Regions from separate parts of the Gasterosteus aculeatus genome. Here region 1 is linked to region 2. A link is a contact called in public Hi-C data. All regions are on one chromosome and are shown on one strand. Each heading gives the region's core, a stretch centred on a gene start, on an enhancer-like site or on the middle of the called end of the contact. The rest is flanking DNA. Distances are from core to core; before and after follow the strand shown. Region 1 overlaps LOC120816315 (cadherin-2). Region 2 holds the start of LOC120816315 (cadherin-2).

The links. A called contact is a pair of places that touch in the nucleus more often than the background predicts.
Region 1: a contact with region 2 is called in a Hi-C map of whole body, with 1.8 times the contacts expected there. The contact joins the enhancer-like site here to the promoter of LOC120816315 in region 2. A contact is called at or near these places in 3 of 6 Hi-C or Micro-C datasets (skeletal muscle and whole body).

The regions. Positions count from the first base shown.
Region 1 is chr3:935,431-938,737 of fGasAcu3.hap1.1, reverse strand. It overlaps LOC120816315 (cadherin-2), which reads right to left. Exons shown (of 16, transcript XM_078098579.1): 15 at 1,666-1,830. Among protein-coding and RNA genes, the nearest start is that of LOC120816315, 47 kb to the right of the region's middle. Within about 2 kb of position 1,762, at least 1 of the 9 cell types and tissues checked has open chromatin away from gene starts, as enhancers often do.
Region 2 is chr3:888,889-892,230 of fGasAcu3.hap1.1, reverse strand. It overlaps LOC120816315 (cadherin-2), which reads right to left and starts at 1,774. Exons shown (of 16, transcript XM_078098579.1): 1 at 1,241-1,774. The coding sequence starts at 1,300. LOC144405449 (a long non-coding RNA gene) reads left to right here and starts at 2,415. Exons shown (of 2, transcript XR_013467042.1): 1 at 2,415-2,539; 2 at 2,818-3,015.

The DNA of each region.
Region 1 (3,307 bases), core at 513-3,012, 47 kb before region 2:
GCGCTCTACGTTCCCAGAAATGGGGCTGAGGTCCGCGGGGACGGTTATTGATTGGCGGAACTCGTGAGACGTGATGGATTGCTAACCGAGGGGTTGAGTTGTGCTTTGGCCACGAACCACTCTGGACCCGAGCCTGGTTTCTGCCAGGTAACACAACAAATAAGACATGAATCAACAGAAGTGAGATGAAAAAAATATATAAATAAAAAAGGTTGAGGCTTTGGCCCATCGGGAACTTGTCAACGATTTATAGCTTCCTCCGTGCTGCCGTTACGCCGCTGAAATGCTCTCAAATAAAAAGACGGATTGAATTGAAGTGCCTGTGCACTTAGCGATTATTTTCCACTTGTTAGCTTCCGTTAAGTATTTGCTCCGGGCTGCAACGCTGATAATTTGGAGAGAAATGACAGACGGATCGTTCATTTCAATTACAACCATAATCGCTGCGCTGGCGCCGGCCCCCCTCATCCCCGACCCAAGACCCACTAGCAGTTCATACGCTGAGTCAATTTCAGCCTTGTCCTTTCCTAACAACCCAGTGACCGGGGGTCCTGGGGACGATCACGGCGCTCCGTGAGGTGTTGACCCCCCCCCGGCCGGTCGGGGGGGCGCTGCGTCATGGAGGTCACTGAAGACGTGGGATAAAAGCCGGCGGTGTTTCTGTTCAGAGAACGACCTTGAAAGGGTTAAACAAATAAAAAATGAACGTCATCACATCAGCGCCGTGTCCACCTTTGACCGGCCGAGGTGGTGCCCCCCCCACACCCCCCCCCACCCTCCCCCCAAAGGTGGAAACGGGTCCAATAGACGCTTGTTTGTCCGACCAGGAGGTTAAGGTCCTTATGCTAAACCTCTGCCCAATTCATTTGTGCCACTAATTTAATTAAGAGCCACACGCTCATGGGGGGGGTGCACATTTCAGGATGCAGATCAGACACCGCCCCCTCCCCCATCCCTCCCTCCCTCCCTCCCTCCTCTGCCCTCATCAGTTAGGGTCAGATTTGGACTGAGCTCCGGATACTGGGACTGTTTCTAAGCTCTTCTGAGAAGGTTAAAATAAGGAACCCGATGAAGGACGGACATTTCGCCTCCGCCCAATAGGCCGTTGCGCTGAAGTGCGTCCGGCGAAGTGACGGCGCGCGGCGAGGAGAGCGAAAACGCAGCGGCGCCCCAGTGAAGCGATCGGAGGGATGGGTCGCTGGAGAGCGAGTTCTAATTTAAAAACATGCCGTCCAGAAACTGGGGGAGAGAACTCCATTTGTAATGCTGTGCAACTCTTGTCTGTTGGAGCTTGTGAAAAATACATGACTGCTCTTTTCATTTTACATTCTCCCTTCATGCCGGAGTCAACGACGGCCTCGGGCGAATCCAGGCTCTCTGGGTAGAAAGCCAATGCATTGCTCCTCTCATCTCCCATTTCTGCCACACTTCTACAACTCGCAAAGTGAGGGGAAGAACCATTACGTCTGAGGGAGTTAGCGTGATGTCCTCTTTGAGCTTCACGTGTGCCTGAGTGGAATTATGAGCATCCGATGAACTATTTTTAATAATAGTCATTTGGCTGCCTGATGAGAAAATGAAAGCGCACACATTGTTTCACCTCAGTCAGTTTTCCTACGACTTGTGACTAAACGATCAGCGTGCTGGATTTTAAATCCTCTTTACCTCGTTGATGAAGTCTCCGATGTCTCCAGGGTGGGGTGCTGCTGACCTCATGGGGTACTGTGGCTCGGGGTGGAGGGGTCTCTCGTCTAGACGGCGGACTCCCCCCGGCCTGATGACGTCAGGCTCTATCGTGTCCGGCTGCTGGAGCTGACTCAGGTCGTAATCCTGGAGGGGGGGGGGGGGGGGGGGGAGACAGATCGACAGATGGGGGTTAGCTTAGCGGGCGCCTGACTGTTCTTATCGACGTAGGTGAACACATCCTGCACAGAGGACGAGGTGATTCAGCGGAGGGGAAGAGAGATTTACAAGTTGGGATGCAGCTGGGAAGAGTTGTCTGTGAAGCACAAGCCTGGGGACAATCCGACACATCCCAAAAAAAAAAAAAGGCAGCACTGAGCCGGGGTCCGAGCCGAGGAACACATCACACGCCGCAGAGTGTTTGTACTCTCACCGTGTGCTGCAGGAAGGACGCGCGGGCGACTGCTTCGCTCTAATCAATGCCCAGACACGGGACGCTGGATATGCATAAGCCGTCGCTAATCCTATTAACATCACCAAGGCAACATGAGTGGCTCGCAGTTTGTGCAAAGTCATGGGCTGAAGGAGGAGCAGGGTGGGGGGCGGGGGGCTGAGCTGAATGACGGCGTGGTGTCCCGGCGACAGCAGATACGATGGAGAAAATGCCATTTGAGAATCAGGGTGTGTGCCTAATAGGCGTGCATGATGGATTGCGCCTCTTCGGAAGGTTTTCCGTAATCCGTCCATCTCTAATATCCCCCTTCAAAATTGCCTTTGCTCAGTTGTAAATTCACCTACACACAATTACGCTCACTCCCACGGGAGGGAAGGGAAAAAAAGGGGGAAACGGTAAAAGAAAATGGCTCCAATGTAAAGATAAACCCAAGAGCGATGCACAAACAGCACAGCGACACTCATGAGTATCATGGCGCATCCAAAACAAACACATCGATTATTCATGGCCAATTGGATTTCATGGGGAATGGCGCCGAACCCCTGGAGGCTCGATGCAGATGAAGAACAATAGTCCTCGTCATCTTTCAGCCGCACTGCACACGCCGACCTTCTCAGAGGGGTCAGGGGTCGGTGACAGGAAAGGCAGCACAGACGTGTAATGGCCGGACTCAGCGGGAAGGTCCAATGACATGGCGGCCCTCTCCCGGGGATCGACTCCCCCCCCCCCACACGTACTCTGGCCTGCTGGCCGGGTGGCCCCCGGCCTCTGTGACCCACATCCAAGGCCTTGCCCACTAGAGCCGCGTTTATTGATTTGATTTCAGTTTCTCAAATAATTCCCACTGGAATTAATAAAATTGTACACACAAAATTAATTCTGGAATCTGGATTAGCAATCAACCCCCCCACAAAACTCTCCCTCTCTCTGTGTGCAGTGATGGATTATCAAACATTTCCTCACTTTTGGCTATAGCTAGCTAACATGAGACGTTTATATGACTGGCTTTTACTGATGTTAAGAGGTCTTAAATAAATAAATGTACATTTGGGGAGATTTGCTTGGATGAGAACTCCTACCACTCTCACAGGTCAGCCTTGCTCAGACCTTCGTGTAACCTTTATTAAGTCTCCCTCTCTGGCCTCGATTCATCTGCATGCATCATCATGT
Region 2 (3,342 bases), core at 525-3,024:
CCTGCAGGGGCCCCGGGTCCAGGGACGGGCCACAACCAAGTCCGTCTGATCAACACACTCTCACTCGGGACAAAACACTCCTCGTTGGAGGGAACAAAGCAATAAAAAGTAAAAGGCTAACGACCCACTGTTGTGTGCAAATAAACATTCAAGTGTCAATGTCTGAATAAACAACACAGAACAACTGCTGATGTCGAGCGGGACTATCTCTGATTATATATATTACATAATGAAATATATTATCTCTTTTTGCCTCGTCTCGATAAGGAAAACTCGGCTTTAGGGTGTGCGACAAAAGATTTTTTCTGGGAGGGGGAGATAACGGCGATGTGGCAAAGCAGGGAAATGAATAAATCTAAATGACTGGGGCTGGCGTACATCCCTAAAGCAGGACAAACAAAGTACGAAACCACAAGCCAGAGCACAACTGATGCGCAGGCATGTTGACCCTCAGCGTGGATCCAGAGGCCCTGTTGGTTTGCAGAGAGACTAAAAACTAGTCCAGCTGCAAAAATAAAACTAAATAAAGAGCGTTGCGGGTGCCATGTTTTTGTCACGGGAGTTTAAGTAAGGGGGGAAAACAGTTTTCAGAAAGGGGGGAAGAGGAGCTGGATTAGCACGTCTAACAGCAGCCGGACCACGATGCGCGGGTTTAGGATCCGCGTTAAAGTGTCCGCGGCGCTTTAAGCGTTGATCGCACCGAGCCGCTGCCGCGCGGCGGCCGCTGGAGGCCGGAGCGTCTCACGGAGACGCGACGCGCGCTAAACGTGCTCAGAAGAAGAAAAGCACACAGCGGCCGCCGCTTCATCGCAGCGAGTCGGCTTCCGGTCGGACGGTAACCTGGATTTACATCGGGATACTTTTCACCGTTGCTCGTGACGGATTTTTTCTTTTTAACCAGAGCGGCAATCGCGGGACAGCGACGTGCGTACACGTTAAACTAAACACAACCGAATTAAAACTCCTCAAACGAGTGAAACCACTCGGTGGAGACGAACACCGGGCGCCTCGTGCGCATAGTGCACTTTTCTTTTTAAGGAGAGAGAACCGTTAACCGGGCGAGCGCAGCACGTGCAGCGGGCGAGCGCGCACGGCTCCGCGCCGCCGCCGAGTCCGCGCCGCCGCCGCCGCCGAGTGGAAGCTAGCGGCTCCACGCGGGGGGCCGGAGCTCAACACACGTCGTCGTCGTCGCCACCGAAGGACGAAGGGCAGCGGAAAGTGTCCGGAGAAGGACGCTTACCTGCAGTCCGGCCAAGACCAGCAGCAGCGACAGACCGCCGCTCTCCCGGAGCGAGAACATCGCTGCGCCCGCGACCGCTCGCGTTACCCTCCTTTCGGAATCCGTGCGTGCCGCCGAAACAAAAATATGTTTGTATTTAGAAAACACGGCGGCGGCTGCGGGGAGGGAGGGAGGAAAAAAAAATCAAAACAATATCCGCGAGGACAGGAAAGCAACAAAAAATAAACCACAGGTTCCTTCTACGACAAAAGGCAGCAGCGAGCGCGAGGCAGCCTCCTCCTCCTTATGAGTCCAGCCAGCAGTGAGCGGCGCGCGGCGCCTGGTACTGAGGCTGCTGCCCCCCCCCCCCCCCCCCCTCCCACCCGGGCCCGCGCGCACACAGCGCCCGCTCACTGTCGCTCCCTGCCGGCCACACCGACTACTTCACCCCCCCTCAAACCACCATCCCCAATGACAGAGAATTATAGCATTCACGCGCAGTGTGTGGCGGTTTCTGGTGGTCCTACCAGACGTTATGGCATTTCATCTCTCATCTGGAAAGTAGTGTTAATCAACTTTAAATAACTAATTAGTCTATATATATTATATACACAGACACACACGGATAGAATAGATTAATATATACAGGTTAATTAACAACAAAACAATTACATATATATATATATATGAGAGAGAGAGAGAGAGAGAGAGAAAATAATATTATATAGGATTAATAAAAAGCATTGCTTGTATGGTTATGTAGACAATGCCAAACTGCAGATACTGCTTTGGTAGTTAATTTAACTGTAACATGACTGTCATCGATGTGGCCGAGCTGTCCCTCCAGACAAATTTAATTACCTCTCAAAAGAGAATATCTCATCCATTTCGGATCACAACAACCCGCAGTAGTTTTACGCCTGTTGAGGTCACCTTTTATTGGCCTATTGTCTTGTTTCGTTTACCCCTGCTCATTGTATTTAAATGACCCTGGCGTGAAAATGCAAGGAAAGACCATCAAACACAAGAGATTACTGTGTGAACGTCTCACCACTCAACAGCATACTGTCATACGTGCTGCTTGAGGTGTCCCGTGTTTTTAGTGCCTGATTTTCGCCTGTAGTCAAATATTAGCGTGTGATTTGTGATACGCCATGTTGTGAACTATGTCCATATGTTGTTTTTTCACTTTCAGGTTATTAGCTCCAGACTCCTCTGCTCTCAAAGCGCTTTCTGAATGTCACGAGCACTGAGGAGTAATTGAGGAGCCAATCAGTTGTCTCCCTGTCTGCATAAAGAGGAGCCTCTATTGATCAGGAGGTGGGAGATTTTGATCACATTGCCCTTAGATAATTGCTGTTTACTGCACGTTTGATCCTAAGGATTATTTATCGTCAATGTTTAGGTGTATGTGTCTTCCTCACACACACACACACACACACACGGTGTTCCTTAACCAGCTCACACAGTTTCATTAACTATTTGAATTTTGCATTCTATTCATTCATCGTGACTCAGTCTCAGAGTAAAGCTTTTTTCATGTCTCGCTAAAATATGCAATAAATAATTCCCTAACATTATCATCTCATGTGATACAGGCTGATGAAGGTTAAATTACCTTGGTTGTGCTGCAGACATCTAATTAACTACAGCGAGACGACCCCGTGGAGGAGATTGCATCTGTGAAACCCGAGATATTTCAGTTGAGCGAGAAAGAAAAAAAAAAAGAAATACTTTTTCCATCTCCATATACAATAAACTGACAGGGGGTGACTTTTCGTTCACCTCCTCCCCGGCAAGCCTGTTGTTTTCCAAGTTATTGGCGTTTTGTGGCACATGTGAGTACGTGATGGGAGCGACGCCGCTCCCCTCCTCCTACAAATCAAACCATCCGCTCCTGAGAGGCTCTGGTAATCCTAAACAAACTGTGAGCAGCATCACATCCCACTTATAGTCAGAGCACACACACACACGCACACGCACACACACACACACACACAGTGTAAATGTGCTTGTGTCTTGTAATAAGACCCGCGTGGCACTTGATACTTGTCATTGATCAGCAATTCGGATTATCCTTGTTTTGAAATATTCAAACTCTCCGTGGAGCTAAAGGACGTAAC